2 separate regions of the Oncorhynchus mykiss genome follow, and region 1 is linked to region 2. The links are chromatin contacts, called in public Hi-C maps. All regions are on one chromosome and are shown on one strand. The core of a region is the stretch at or near the end of the contact, and the rest is flanking DNA. Distances in the headings are between cores, read along the strand shown.

The links. Hi-C and Micro-C count contacts between places; a contact is called where the count stands out from the background.
Region 1: a Hi-C map of blood shows a contact between it and region 2, with 1.9 times the contacts expected there. The contact joins the enhancer-like site here to the promoter of LOC110523258 in region 2. A contact is called at or near these places in 3 of 3 Hi-C or Micro-C datasets (blood and liver).

Annotation. Positions count from the first base shown.
Region 1 is chr5:14,382,535-14,389,793 of USDA_OmykA_1.1, forward strand. All of the region lies in intron 1 of LOC110523261 (spectrin alpha chain, non-erythrocytic 1), which reads left to right. Among protein-coding and RNA genes, the nearest start is that of LOC110523261, 9.2 kb to the left of the region's middle. Within about 2 kb of position 3,362, at least 4 of the 11 cell types and tissues checked have an H3K27ac peak or open chromatin away from gene starts, as enhancers often do. A contact at or near this core is called in liver, where this site is marked.
Region 2 is chr5:14,343,555-14,351,357 of USDA_OmykA_1.1, forward strand. It overlaps LOC110523258 (D-dopachrome decarboxylase-A), which reads left to right and starts at 2,079. Exons shown (of 3, transcript XM_021601787.2): 1 at 2,079-2,314; 2 at 2,577-2,752; 3 at 3,258-3,858. The coding sequence starts at 2,207. The coding sequence ends at 3,330. It overlaps LOC110523260 (a long non-coding RNA gene), which reads right to left and starts at 6,727. Exons shown (of 3, transcript XR_002473416.2): 1 at 6,567-6,727; 2 at 6,162-6,446; 3 at 5,762-6,036.

The DNA.
Region 1 (7,259 bases), core at 2,112-4,611, 40 kb after region 2:
CTCCTCAGGTACTGATTGCAGAGACAGTGTTGGAAAGAACAGGGCTCTGGATAAACAGCCCAGAATATCTTGATTTTCTCTTGATACATAACCAAAGTTGGTTTTACAGGTTAATGGTTAGCCCATGTCCCTTAATTTTTGAGAATTTAAGTTGAGTAAATGTTTATAGTTAACTGTGTTAATCTAACTCTGGTCAGTTGATTTGGTTTTAGTTTATTTTTATGGGAATTTGTCACTGAATTCAGGCCTGCGTTTTCTGCATGCATTGTATGTTTGTGTAAGCAAATGTTTTTTGTCTTGACAGGACTTGGTTAATGTGGTAATTTGATTGGTTTTAACTGAATTCCATGGTAATTGAATCACTGAATTCAGGCCTACGTTTAGGCTACTGCATGCGTTGTCAGTGGAGTCGTGTGCATGAAACTGAAGGTTTGTGTTGATTTTAACTGAGCTGGATTAAATTAATGTCACTGACCATTATTTATGAAAAAAAATACATGCAAGGGAATCACGTTTGCATTTGGCATGGTAAACCTCCCCAGATGTCAAATCTCTTGACATTGGCATTTCACTGTGTTCTTGACTGGGCGGCAGCCATTTTGATTTAATCCAGACGTGATTGTTTTGGTGATGTTCCAGAGTAGGATTTGGGATTTGTATGACTGATTGAAAGTTTGTGAAAATGTATGAAAATAAGAGTAACAATGAAGCTGAATTCAATATTTTGTCATGTAGCCTTATCACACTCTTGTACATATTGTTTTAATTCACAAACCAACCATCCACTGTTAACTTCTTCAGCTGCACTCAAATCTCCCCTGGGCATGCTACCGATCAGCTAGGAGTGGAGTGGGCTGTAAGGGGAGGGTTGTCAAGGTTCACTCTGAGGGAAGGGAACTGAAGCTACGCCTCTTCTCTTTGCACATGTATTCGGCATGTACTAAGTCTTCTGGGATCACCCTGCCGTTTCCTGTAAATTCCTCCGGTCTGCATTCGCCCAGTATGGCGTCATATAACCCCTCGCTAACTGATGTTACCATAGGAACCGTGAGGGGGCTGACTATGGCTGCGTTTACACAGGCAGCCCAATTCTGATCTTTTTTTTCACCTACTGGTCTTTTGACCAATCCGATCAGCTATGAAAAGATCAGATGTGTAAAGATCTGATATAATTGGTCAAAAGACCAATTATATCAAGATGTGTAAAGATCTGATATAATTGGTCAAAAGACCAATTATCTGTTTCCCACTGTCTCACCCTTTGGGAGTGATGATGGGCCTTCTCCTCAGTATAATCATTTTTTGTGCTCCGTCAAAACGAATGGATTTGTTTATGCCAGGAAGCGAGCAAAGACTTTGGTGCACTCAAATGAAATATCCAGCTACTAAGAGTATCCTAGGCCTAATGCGTAGGCAATAATTCGAATGAAGCAAATCAATACCCCTCCCCTCTCCACCAACCCGTCCACCCACCCACCTTGTGTCGCATTCTCTCTCCGCAGAGCAATATCTCTGGATACTTGTGCAGCGATGGGAGCCACACAGGGATCTATAAATATCTCTGGCCTCCTCGAATGGAATCTGTGGCACGTTTTTATGAGAATGACCTGATTTTTTAAATGGGGAGAGTGGGAATAGATGCACTTATGGTTTTCATCCTTTACTTCTAATCATGGACTGATTCAGAACTGGGACACCAGGTGAGTGCAATTAACTACCAGGTAGGAACAAAAACCAGAAGTGTTTTGGCCCTCCAGGACCGGAATTGGAACAGCCCTGTTAATATGCCTTCATGACAATGGCTAACCGTCTGAAAAGGTACTGTCACTACTGTGTGGCGATTACAAGTGGTTATTTCAGTGACAAATACCTATTGCAGACAATGACGTGATGATATTTGCGTTCAAGTTGTTGACTCATCAAGAATACCAAATTAATATTAATTTTGAATATAGCTGATTCACTAAATTTCGTTAATGCATTGAAAATGTGAAATAGTTTGACATGACAGTTTGAGGTAAACACCCAAGTTGAATGCACCTTTGGGAAATGACTGAAGGGGAGAACAGAGGGAGGGAAGAATCTTCTAGAGAACCTTGAAACAGCCACATTTACATAACACTTCAAGTGTGCCGGTCCCGTGCACTGACATAACGTCTTTCTTTCTCTAAAGATGTCTTATGTAGTTGGTACTGAAGTGGCAATTTAGCCTAGTTTCCTGCGTCAGTATTTAACCCAACCACTTTCCGGGTATCTAGGCCTATAGTTAGTGTTTTTTTTCTGCATAGAAAACTATTTGGGAAAATAGTTTTAGGGATGGAAAAAAAGCTTTTTAACTAAAACGACTAAAACCAAATAAAGTATGTAGGAATGATAATGGCACTTTAAAAAATAATACTTTTGAGAACTAGCAATCACCAAAATAAATGCTAGATAGTCAGGGAGAATAAATCATTCCCCAAATCATGCATTCGGGAGTATTTTTGTCATTGCATGAGGCCCCCATTTGATTTTATGTTTAAGTCACTCAGATGGCATAAGCCATGGCAAAATGTGTAGGATTGCAGATTTTCTCTTAGCTCCATTGTAAATGGTGTAAATTTGCAGGAAACTAGCATAAATCTTTTAGCTAAGCCTAAAAGATTTCAGATTTTTCGCGCAGCAGGTAGCCAAATGGTTTGAGCGTTGGACTTGTAACCGAAAGGTTGCAAGATCGAATCTCCGAGCTGACAAGGTAAAAATCTGTCGTTCTGCCCCTGAACAAGGCAGTTAACCCACTCTTTCCCAGGCCGTCATTGAAAATAAGAATTTGTTCTTAACTGACTTGCCTAGTTAAATAAAGGTAAAAATTATTATTTTTAAGATTTCTTGTTGTTGACTGTACCATTGGCCACACCCATGGCCACCCACCTGTCACCCCCACCACCTAAGTGCTATTTTGAACCAGAAATAAAACAGTAACAATGAAGCCACAAAAACAGGATGTGGGTCCACCACCTCAATCCACAACCTTTGTCTCTGTACAGTTGATAAGCAGCCCTAACCACTGTTAGGTATAAGTCCTAACCACCGTAGAGTTATTTAATTGCTGCTTGCTTACACGGTTGAGAAACCAGGTGGTTGGACTTTGACTATCCTATGTAATGCGGATGGAATTTGTGCATGGTGCTTCTGTCTCCTCCTCTTAGCACTAAAAATGAATGAGCCTGTTGGCGAGAGATCAAGGGTTATATAGACTGTGAGCCTCGAGGAAGCATTCAGCTCTGCTGTTTAGTAGTAGTATGTGGGGGTGTGTGAGGTAGTTAGTGGGTAAGTGGACGAGGGAGGGAAAGAGTGTTAGAGAGAGGGGGCAGGAGATGGAGGAAATTGGTCTTATCTACCACTCACAGCGTCAGTCGAGCACTATCTCCTATTGCAGCTGCACTGTGCTAGGGGGTCTACCGCAGGTCGAAGATACAACGTGCTATGACGTGGCCTCTTCCTTCCCCAAATGTATTGTCGTCTGATAAATGCTACAGATTTGTTTTTCTGTAATGTAACCATTTACAGTGCCTTCAGAAAGTATTCCCACCCTTTGACTTTTTCCACATTTTGTTGTGTTACAGCCTGAATTTGAAATATTAAATTGAGATTTTCTTTGTCACTGGCCTACACACAATACTCCATAATGTCAAAGTGGAATTATGACTTTGTAGTTATTACTCCACAATACTAACCTAAATGAGAGTGAAAAGAATGAAGCCTGTACAGTATAAAAACTATTCCAAAACATGTATCCTGTTTACAACAAGGCACTAAAGTCAAACTGCAAAAATGTGGCAAAGTAATTAACTTTTTGTCCTGAATACAAAGTTATATTTGGGGCAAATCCAATATACCACATTACTGATTACTACTCTCCATATTTTCAAGCATAGGGGTGGCTGTATCATGTTATGGGTATGCTTGTAATCGTTAAGGAGTTTTTCAGGATTAAAAAGAAATGGAATGGAGCTATGCACAGGCATATCCTAGAGGAAAACCTGGTCCAGTCTGTCAAGGGGTTTGAATACATTCCGAATGCCAATTCTACACTGGAGTTGCTTACCGGCCTGATGGGCCGAGTTACACTTTTGACTTAAATCTGTTTGATGGCAAGGCTTAAATAATTTTCTAGCAATTTGATAGAGCTTGAATTTATTTTAAAAGAATGGGCAAGTATTGTATAATCCAGGTGTGTAACGCACTTAGAGACTTACCCAGAAAGATTCAGAGCTATTTTCGCTGCCAAAGGTGATTCTAACATGTATTGACTCGGTGTGTGAATATTTTCATATTTCCTTTTCAACACATTTGCAAACATTTCAAAAAACATGTTTTCACTCCATCTTTATGGAGTATCATATGTAGATGGGTGAGGAAAGATATCTATTTAATCCATTTTGAATTCAGGCTGTTAAACAAAAAATGTGGAATAAGTCAAGGGGTATACATGCTTTCGGAAGGCATTGGGCTTGACACCTGGACTTGCACACACATTCAGTTGTCTCTAAACCACATGCCAACAGGGCAAACTCTTTACAAGGTCCGATGACTTCAAGTTCACACTGAAGTGACGATATCTCACACGGCTGTAAAATTCTCTTCATCACTCCTTCAACAACGACTTTGGCACATTGTGTCTCAGAGCAGCAGTGTCTCCCAGGAAAGGCGGTGTCCTGAAGACACAACCCAAAGGCTGTTTACTCATTGGTCCAGAGAGCTGTCCCTCAAACAGGCTAGTCAGAGTAGCGTGTGCCTTCATCCCCACAGGCAGATGTCAGAGCAGAACGGGGTTGTGGTCAGCTAAATCCTGGGATGATTTAAACCCTTGTGTATTAGGACTGGTGTAAGGGGACGGGGGAGGGGAAATTGTCTAGTATGATGCTTTTTACAGAAAATGGGCCAGTGTAGAGGCTACTAATGGGTTTAAATGCTTTTTCATGATCTTGTCAGTTATTTCTGACGTATCTCTTTCTTTTTATAGATTGATTTGTTTGATGGCAGATTGGCCATAAACTCATACAGTACATCCGGATAGTATATTGAAATTAAGCTCCGGTGCTTCCTGTTTTCAATGATCATTGGGATGTTTCTACAACTTCATTGGAGTCCACCTGTGGTAAATTCAGTTGATTGGACATGATTTGGAAAGGCACACACCTGTATGTAAGGTCTCACAGTTGACAGTGCATGTCAGAGCAAAAACCAAGCCATGAGGTCGAAGGAATTGTCCGTAGAGCTCCGAGACAGGATTGTGTCGACACACCGATCTGGGGAAGGGTACCTGCAGCAACGAAGGTCCCCAAGAACACAACAGGAACCACCAAGACTCTTCCTAGAGCTGGCCGCCCGGCCAAACTGAGCAATAGGGGGAGGAGGCATTTGGTCAGGGAGGTGACCAAGAACCCAATGGTCACTCTGACAGAGCTCCAGAGTTCCTCTGTGGAGATGGGATACCTTTTCTAGAAGGACAATCATCTCTGCAGCACTCCACCAATCAGGCCTTTTTGATAGTGTTCAGACGGAAGCCACTCCTCAGTAAAGGCACATGGCAGCCTGCTTAGATTTTGCCAAAAGGCACGTACATAAAGGACTCTCAGGCCTTGAGAAACAAGATTCTCTGGTCTGATGAATCCAAGATTGAACTCTGGCCTGAATGCCAAGCGTCATGTCTGGAGGAAACCTGGCACCATCCCTACGGTGAAGCATGGTGGTGGCGGCATCATGCTCTGTGGATGTTTTTAATTGGCAGGGACTAGGAAACATGAACCTTGATGAAAACCTGCTCTAGAGCGCTCAGGACCGTGGACTGGGGAGACTTCCAACAGGACAATGCCCCTAAGCACACAGCCAAGACAATGCAGGAGTGGCTTCGGGACAGAGAATAATGGGAGAAACTCCTCAAATACAGGTGTGCCAAGCTTGTAGCGTCATACCCAAGGCTGTAAACATGGCCACAAAGGTGCTTCAACAAAGTACTGAGTAGAGGGCCTGAATACTTATGTAAATGTGATATTTCAAATGTTTTTGCAAAAATGTCTAAAAAGCAGTTTTTGCCTTTTCATTATGGGGTATTGTGTGTAGATTGATAAGTGGAAAAACAATTTCATTCATGTTAGAATAAGGCTGTAATATAACAAAATGTGGAACAAGTCAAGGGGTCTGAATACTTTCCGAATGCACTGTATATGAGCTATATAGAACAATCTACACTTTGACTGGACTCCTGGCTCCTCAGTTCTCTCTCTTCCTGGTGCCATCTCTTCAGTGAGTTAGGGTTATGGTGTAGTTCAGTGGTCCCCAAACTCTTTCATTTACTGTACCTCCAACTGAATTTTGCTCTGAACGGAGTGCACCCGAATTACCCCTTCATGTGCATCTTCTCAAGTACCCCCTGGTTGGGAGCCACTGGTGTAGGAAGATGTTTGGGGAAGAGTTGAACCAGGCAACAAACTGGTATGTTGATTATTGAGGAGACCCAGCCAGCCCAGCGGCCCCTCTGTGGACCAGACCAAGCAGTGTCTCCTGGATCTGCTGAATGTCACCACACTGCTGACACCACTAATCCTACTGTCAGAGATGGACAATTTCACTGTCTCTCTCCCTCCTTCTATCTCTCTCCACCCCTCTTTCTCGCTGTGTGAATGGGAGCTGCGCTGGCCGTGTTTTAACAATGGGCCTATTTCATGAGGTCTAGCACTACCCCCACCCCCCGGGGCAGACTGTTGGTCTGTCAGCTATTTTATTTTATTTCTATATGGTCCTCTTTGCTCATGGGGTTCACTGTCCTTGGGTTGGCTGGGTAAATCAATGTTCTGTCCCTCCTTACTGAAATAAATTACTCAGTTAAGCACACTGAATTCTGTTCATAGTCGTCATATCACATTTTGATCTTATCCATGTCTATTGTGAGACACCTTGTCTGTACCTTTCTTTCTGGAAGAATGGTTTAGTCTGTTTATTTCTGTCGAGAAGGTTCTAATTGTATGAAGGGTATGAGATGGTCTATTGGAACTGGATGACAACCATGCGCAAACAGTCCTGACCTGAGATGAAGGATGCTGTGTGTTTTCTCCCCCTGGTGTTCAGCTGGACTGGCCTCTCTCCACCAGGGCCTGGTCTGGTGTATCAGAGGTCACAGGGACCTGATAGGCCACAGTGTAGGTCACACCACCCTGAGAAAAGACTCCAGATGTAGGCCTAAGCATTGGGAAAGACTGGCCACGGACAATTTATCA
Region 2 (7,803 bases), core at 829-3,328:
GGAGTTGATGGAGAGAGAGAGAGAGAGAGAGAGAGAGAGAGAGAGAGAAATAGAGAGAGAGAGAGAGAGAGAGAGATAGATAGACTGTGAGAGTGCTCACGTGTGCACTGATTTAAAGCAACAATATTTGACTGATATGCGTTTTAAATGATTATCTTTAAATTAAAAAACAAGTTGTCCCCCGAAAGCCAGATGGAGATGGGTAAATGAGACTCGCATTCGGTCTTTATATTACTTTGGCTATACTGCAGCAAATGTAGGCCTACGTCTACATGCATTGTGAACTACACTCTATAATGCAATGGGCTGTCTGCCCCCACCCTTTGATTCATCAGAGGCTGTAGAGAAGACAGATTTAGACATTGCATATCATTTCATAGTTCCAATTCATGCCATGCTGTTCACATAAATAATTTACCTGTTTCTCGCAGTTATTTATTCCCGGGGAAAAGGGAGAGGGTTCCCCCATTCAACCCTATTCTTGTTGTCTTCTTCTGTGGTCACAAGCACAGGAAGTGCAGCCACGAGCTGAAACGTCTGCCTGTAATGTTTTGACTACTTATGCACTATACAAACAAGCTGTGGTGGAAAAAGTACCCAACTGTCATACTTCAGTCATTTCTATGAAGGTACCTATACTTTTACTCAAGTAAAAGTGAAAGTCACCCAGTAAAATACTACTTGAGTAAAAGTCTAAAAGTATTTGGTTTTAAATATACTTATCAAAAGTAAATGTAATTGCTAAAGTATAAAATGCAAATCAATTTATAACATTTTTGACATGCGTTTTTCTGGATTTTTTTGTTGTTATTCTGTCTCTCACTGTTCAACTAAACCTACCTTTAAAATTATAGACTGATCATTTCTTTGTCAGTGGGCAAACGTACAAAATCAGCAGGGGATCAAATACTTTTTTGGCTTATTTTGGCGAGAGTGAAACCTCGGGGGAAATGGCGCAATGGAGTGTGGGATTGTAGTTAATTACCACGTTTCTGACCTGAACTCGGTTGAATAAGTTTAATGAAAACTACAACTCCCTTCAGACATACATGAGAACACCCCATTTTTGTCCTCCTAGAATAACTGGTTAGGCTGTTTTCATGTTATCTAGAGCGTTAGTGACTGTATCTGTGCTGCTGGCAACAATTGAATTACGTTTTTTGCCGACTTTTACTGACACAGGTCATATTCAACGTGTGTTGCGCGTCTCGTAAATTCAATAGTTATCCTGCACTATGGCACACTCAGACGAGAGCACTCTGAAATCGGAATAGATAGTCAGCGTGAATTTACGAACGCATCCCCCGAGGAACTGCACTTTGGGCTCACAAAAAATTTGATGTTTAATCGCTCTGCACTATTCTGCACAAATAATATTATATTTGAATAAAGTATTGAATAAAATCAAAGTTTATTTGTCAGGAGCACAGGTAAATAGTACAATGTGTAAATAGTACAATGAAAGTATTACTTGCAGCTCTTCCTCAACTGCAGAATGATTGTAAAGTAGCAGAGTCAATCAATAGACAATTAGACAATACAAATAAAATGATCACAACAGTTGGTAAAAAAAGACAAGGTAATAAAACCTATAATAAAAGAACACAATAATTTAAAGATGCACTATGCAGAAATCGCTCCACCACTTTCTGGTTGCAAAAATTATGTTTATGTCACAAAACAAGCAAGTATATTGTAGAGAGTAATTGTACCATATAAACAACTGTGAATATATATTTTCCATAACCATAAATATTGTGTTTTCAGCTGTTTGAAGCTGGTGTACAAAACCCAAAGTAAAAGAAGCAAAACCGAAACTTAAGAGGAAACATAGAAATAGAACACATAAAACATATCTACTGCTTCTTAAACTTGAATTCGATGAGAATGACAGATCTGTAACACACATTTCTATGTAAACTTGGTTGGGTCGCTACATTTTGCAGCTTTAATGTAAAAATTGATAAAGGAGAGCAAATGTCCACAATTGATTAGGATTTCATGCCATGGGTTGCTATCAAATATAACGTGAATAATGCATATGAACCTGGGTGGGAACGGACAAATCACAGCTCATGAGGCGTTTCTCTACCGACCAATGCGCAGAAGAGAAGTGCAATCGCTTTCTCGAACAAAGTGAACACTCGCAGTAAACTGACCCCTGTAGCCATCTCATCTGACAGAACGGTCTCTTTACGAAATCATCATGCCGTTCATTGATTTGGAAAGTAACTTAGCTGCTAGTAAGTTTTCTGAGGATTTCTTGAAAAAGCTAGGGTCCAAAACAGCTGCTGTTCTAGGCAAACCCGAAGAGGTGAGTAGGTAGCTCTGGTTCACCGCGTAGAAGTCGATAGCGCGCCGGACCTCGGGCTCGAAGGTCGAGGTTTCGAGACCTGCTCCCTGCTGTTTCATTACACTATATTTAATAACGCTACTGAGTGAAGTTGGCTCACTGCAGCTAAATAGCAGAGGTTACAAAATATCACCAATACAACATTCTCTATTGAGATTGCAGTTTACTGTAGCTTAGCTAGGTTGTGCTCGTGTGTGCATTTATGTTGTATTTTTTTACGTAGAGAATGATGTTGGTGGTGAAGCCTGGACTGCCAATGCTCATGGGTGGAACTTGCGCTCCGTGCGTCATACTGTCCGTGTCCGCCATCGGCGTCACTGACACTGCGGAGAAGAACAAGGAACACAGTGCCAATATCTTCACTTTTCTTATTGAAGAACTTGGTCTTACTGAAGACAGGTTAGTAGCTGATTATGTGTGTAATATGCTACAAATCATTAGTTTTCATATGCAGACGACAAGGAGCTTGCTGTGGATAAAGGACAAAGTCATGTGATACCTCCTCTGATATTGAAAGTGGGAGTGTCCAACACAACTCAGTTATGACCAGTTCCTGTATCCTGTAGCCTCTTTAGAGCACAATTCAACATCGACTTCTCTAGCAAGTTTCTTATCTGTTGTGCCATGGTGTTTCTGGATTTATGGACAGTGCAGGCAGATGTGTAGTTTAGGGCAAGGCTACTAATACAATAAGTTGTTGATTATAGCCTAAGTAAGGTGCTCCACTGCCTTGCAACAGCGTCATTCATAGGGAATATAAATATAAAATATGTATTTACTATATACTGGATTTCATTTGATATTGCATGAATATAATATTGCATTTAGTAGATTGTAATTATGATGTTTGTGTATTTGATTTGCATTACATTAATCTAATTATAGGTTAACTTGTATTCTCCAGGATCGTGATCAGGTTCTATGCACTGGAGCCTCATCAGGTTGGAAAGAAAGGTACTGTTATGAGTTACCTGTAGGCGGCACTGTGGACGACAGAGTGACTTCAAGCATCCATTCCACAACAGTTGCCATTGGAGAGGACAAACCCTGTCAGTGTTTCCACCACTCAATTGGACATGAGTGCCACATGTCGCCAATAAGACTTGCATTGCATTTTAGGATTATGGAATTTGTCCCCATGAAACTATGTCCTGGAACCAGGACTCATTCATTTATATTACTGTACATTACTGTACATGTCTGCCATAGTAAACAGAACCACACATTTGACAAGCTAGATGATAAAATACCCTGATTAGAGGAAATGTAAGTCAATTGACCTGTATTCAATGTTATTACTATGTCATTTCAACTATTCATTCATATCACAAGAACATTGGATAATGTGGTTATTGATTTTTTTTCTCTGCTGTTTTGGTGGTAAGAATCATAATGACTAACATACACAACCGTCACTTAGAAATGTCCTTGTTTTTGAAAGAAAAGCATGTTTCTTTTGTCCATCTAAAATAACATCAAATTGATAAATACAGAGTTTCTCTGTCCAGTGTCTGTGTTCTTTAAACCATATTTTATTTTTATTGGCCAGTCTGAGATAGGGCTTTTTCTTTGCAACTCTGCCTAGAAGGCCAGCATCCCGGAGATGCCTCTTCACTGTTGACGTTGAGACTGGTGTTTTGTGGGTACTATTTAATGAAGCTGCCAGTTGAGGACTTGTGAGGCGTCTGTTTCTCAAACTAGGCATTAATGTACTTGTCCTCTTGCTCAGTTGTGCACCGGGGCCTCCCACTCCTCTTTCTATTCTGGTTAGAGCCAGTTTGCGCTGTTCTGTGAAAGGAGTAGTACACAACGTTGTACGAGATCCTCAGTTTCTTGGCAATTTCTCACATGGAATTGCCTTAATTTTTCAGAATCAAATCAAATTGATTTATACAGCCCTTCTTACATCAGCTGATATCTCAAAGTGCTGTACAGAAACTCAGCCTAAAACCCCAAAACAAGAATAAGAATAGACTGACGAGTTTCAGAAGAAAATTATTTGTTTCTGGCCATTTTGAGCCTGTAATCGAAGATTTTTGCAATTTGTTCCAGTCGTTGGCAGCAGAGCACTGGAAGGCAAGGCGGCCAAAGGAAGTGTTGGCTTTGGGGAAGACTAGTGCAATATACAGTGGGGCAAAAAAGTATTTAGTCAGCCACCAATTGTGCAAGTTCTCCCACTTAAAAAGATGAGAGAGGCCTGTGATTTTCATCATAGGTACACTTCAACTATGACAGACAAAATGAGGGGGGAAAAAATCCAGAAAATCACATTGTAGGATTTTTTATGAATTTGTTTGCAAATGATGGTGGAAAATAAGTATTTGGTCAATAACAAAAGTTTATCTCAATACTTTGTTATATACCCTTTGTTGGCAATGACAGAGGTCAAATGTTTTCTGTAAGTTTTCACAAGGTTTTCACACACGGTTGCTGGTATTTTGGCCCATTCCTCCATGCAGATCTCCTCTAGAGCAGTGATGTTTTGGGGCTGTTGCTGGGCAACACGGACTTTCAACTCCCTCCAAAGATTTTCTATGGGGTTGAGATCTGTACCTGCTGGAGCGCATGCTGCAGGTGGGTGTTGCTATGGTGACCAATGAGCTGAGATAAGGCGGAGCTTTACCTAGCAAAGACTTATAGATGACCTGGAGCCAGTGGGTTTGCGACGGATATGTAGTGAGGGCCAGCCAACGAGAGTATACGGATGGCACTGTGATAAACTACATCCAATTTGATGAGAAGAGTGTTGAGGGCTATTGTGTAAATGACATCGCCTAAATCAAGGATCGGTAGGATAGTCAGTTTTACAAGGGTATGTTTGGCGGCATGAGTGAAGGAGGCTTTGTTGCGAAATAGGAAGCTGAGGGTGCGGGCAGCAATCGGTTGAAGAGCAGGCACTTATTTTTACTAGCATTTAAGAGCAGTTGGAGCCCACGAAAGGAGTGTTGTATGGCGTTGAACCCCGTTTGGAGGTTTGTTAACACGGTGTCCAAAGAAGGACCAGATCTGCCTTTTCCAGCTACAATAGTCATTTACAACATTAACAATGTCTACACTGTATTTCTGATAAATTGTACGTTATTTTAATGGATAAAAATGTGTATTTCTTTCAAAAACAATGACATTTCTAAGTGACTCCATATTTAGGAACAGTGCACTGTAAACCAAGCTAATGTTAAAAAAGAAAAAAAGGCTATCTTTCCATGCAATACAGCCCACAACAGTCCAGTATTAGGCCTAATCTTGTCAAACAGTCATGTACAAGTGAAGGCAAACAAATAAATGTATATTTCGACTGTGTGCTTGCTGTCCATACATTACACAATTTTGTATTTATTAGGATCCCTAATTAGCTGGCAAGGCAGCAGGTACACTTCCTGGGTTCCAAACAATATTGTTAGTCTTAAGTTTGCCTTGTAACAACCCCTGCTGGATCAGTTTATTAGTATACAGTAATGTCCTTTTGTTTGAAACAGCAAGGCAAATGAAGATGTTCTTGCTCATTCTCGTTTGGTTTGTGTTGAATTCAGAACAACAAACCTTTAATCTTGCTGTATGCATGACATCTTTCAGGATGTTGTCTGCTTCTCCAGGTCCTCTGACAGGGCCAGGTAGAATCTCCCCTTAGCTTTATCCTTATTTATCAGCTTGGTCAGTAGAGCCACTGAGCCTCTTCTCTCTAGCTGCTCATCGTTAAGGATGTGAAAAGTCAACTAGGGATGCATTACTTTCTTAGATTGAGAATTACTGCACAGTGATTACTCCCCATATCCCCATATTAGTCAAAAGATAAGACTATGTTACATACCTATATGTATTTTTTTAACTTCCCAGCGAGACTATTCTGGTTCATCTTCTCCAGGATCTTCAGAGTGATTGTCACAGCACCGTCCAGTCTGTAGCTCTGCACCATCTTATCCACTGTGTCCATCCTGTCTCTATTCTCCAGCAAGCTCTTTGGGATGGGAGGATAGTCATTCAACACACCCTGAGTCAGGAACCACTGAAATCTCTTCAACCCGTCTGAGTCCAGATCCTCCATAATGTTAAGCAGCTGAGCCGAACTGATCACCATGGTTGATCACTACACACACTACTTCAGAACAAGGAGAAAAACTGGTTAAACTTTGACTGAAGCACCCTCTAATAATAGTTTTTTTAATACAGAAAAACAATACAACCTTTTAGTGTTTATTGAGACAAAACATCGTACCTTTTTGGTATCCAAAATAAGCTTTTCTCAGTGCCAACGTGTCACGATTGCAACACCCGGGGTTTACTTTCACTTTTGACACCAGGAAATATCTGTATATGAGTACACTCTGGCGGGAAACAACTCACAGACTCCTTCTTCCTTGGGTGCCTCAGGCAGGTTTGACAGACTGAGGGTTCTGTAGGACTGCCCTGTTTAGTTGTGAAAATGGTCCTGTTAAAAACATGTAATTTCAGAAATGAAAATGAATATGAAGGACCAATAGACCTACAATAAGTGATTAGAATCAGGACCAGAACATGTGGATTAACATTGTGTTGGCCTGTTTGCATCTGTTATAAGTAGGATTTAAACCTGAGAATATTGTGCCTGGGGGAAGAGGTACAAACTCCATCAGTAAAGAAAAAAACCTATAAAGAATAATACATTAAAAAAAACATTGACATCTACAAGACAACATTGATGATCTGGATTTTTTATACAAACTGAAACAATATTGGGTCTGGGAAACTCTGATATTGATCAGTTTTGCAGTCCTTCTAGCTTCATCACATAACTATAGTCTGTCATTAACATGTGTGAATGTAGCTGTTTGTTTATAATCTACTGCGAAAGCCACTTGCCACAGCTGACATCCCTCTAGGAAAAATAAAGTTATTATATTGTATTATTTTATTTTCTATTAGTTACACTGCATTCTAGAATGATATTCTAGAATTATATTATATTATTGTGGCTGTACCTAAAAATGACTTAGTTCACAACAGCTGTCTTATCTAGGCTTGTGGTTCCCAACCTTTTTTGCTTACTGTACCACCAACTGAATTTTGCTCTGCCCGGAGTACACCTGAAGTACACCCTTGTGGGAATTTTACCAGTAAGCCTATGGTCTCATGAGTCTTCGTAAGTATCCCCTGTGGATAGGCCAAGGATCCCCGGTTGGGAACCACTGATCTAGGCTAATTTTCATCATTAATTGGACCACCTAACTACTGCCATCACCATCATGAGTACAGCCAGGATAGTCATGGCTAGAACAAATCCAGCTTTGGTAAATTAAGGTCAAAAGGTCATGCATTTTGCATTTTACCTAACGTAACACCTTTTCTCACCTTAACCTAACCTAATTATCCTAACCTGCTAAGTTAATTATTCTAACCTGCTGCATAAGCACTTCTAACCATGACCCCAGGAGAGGAGAGCAACCCCAGCCAAAACAAACTTGTGTAGGCTTGGA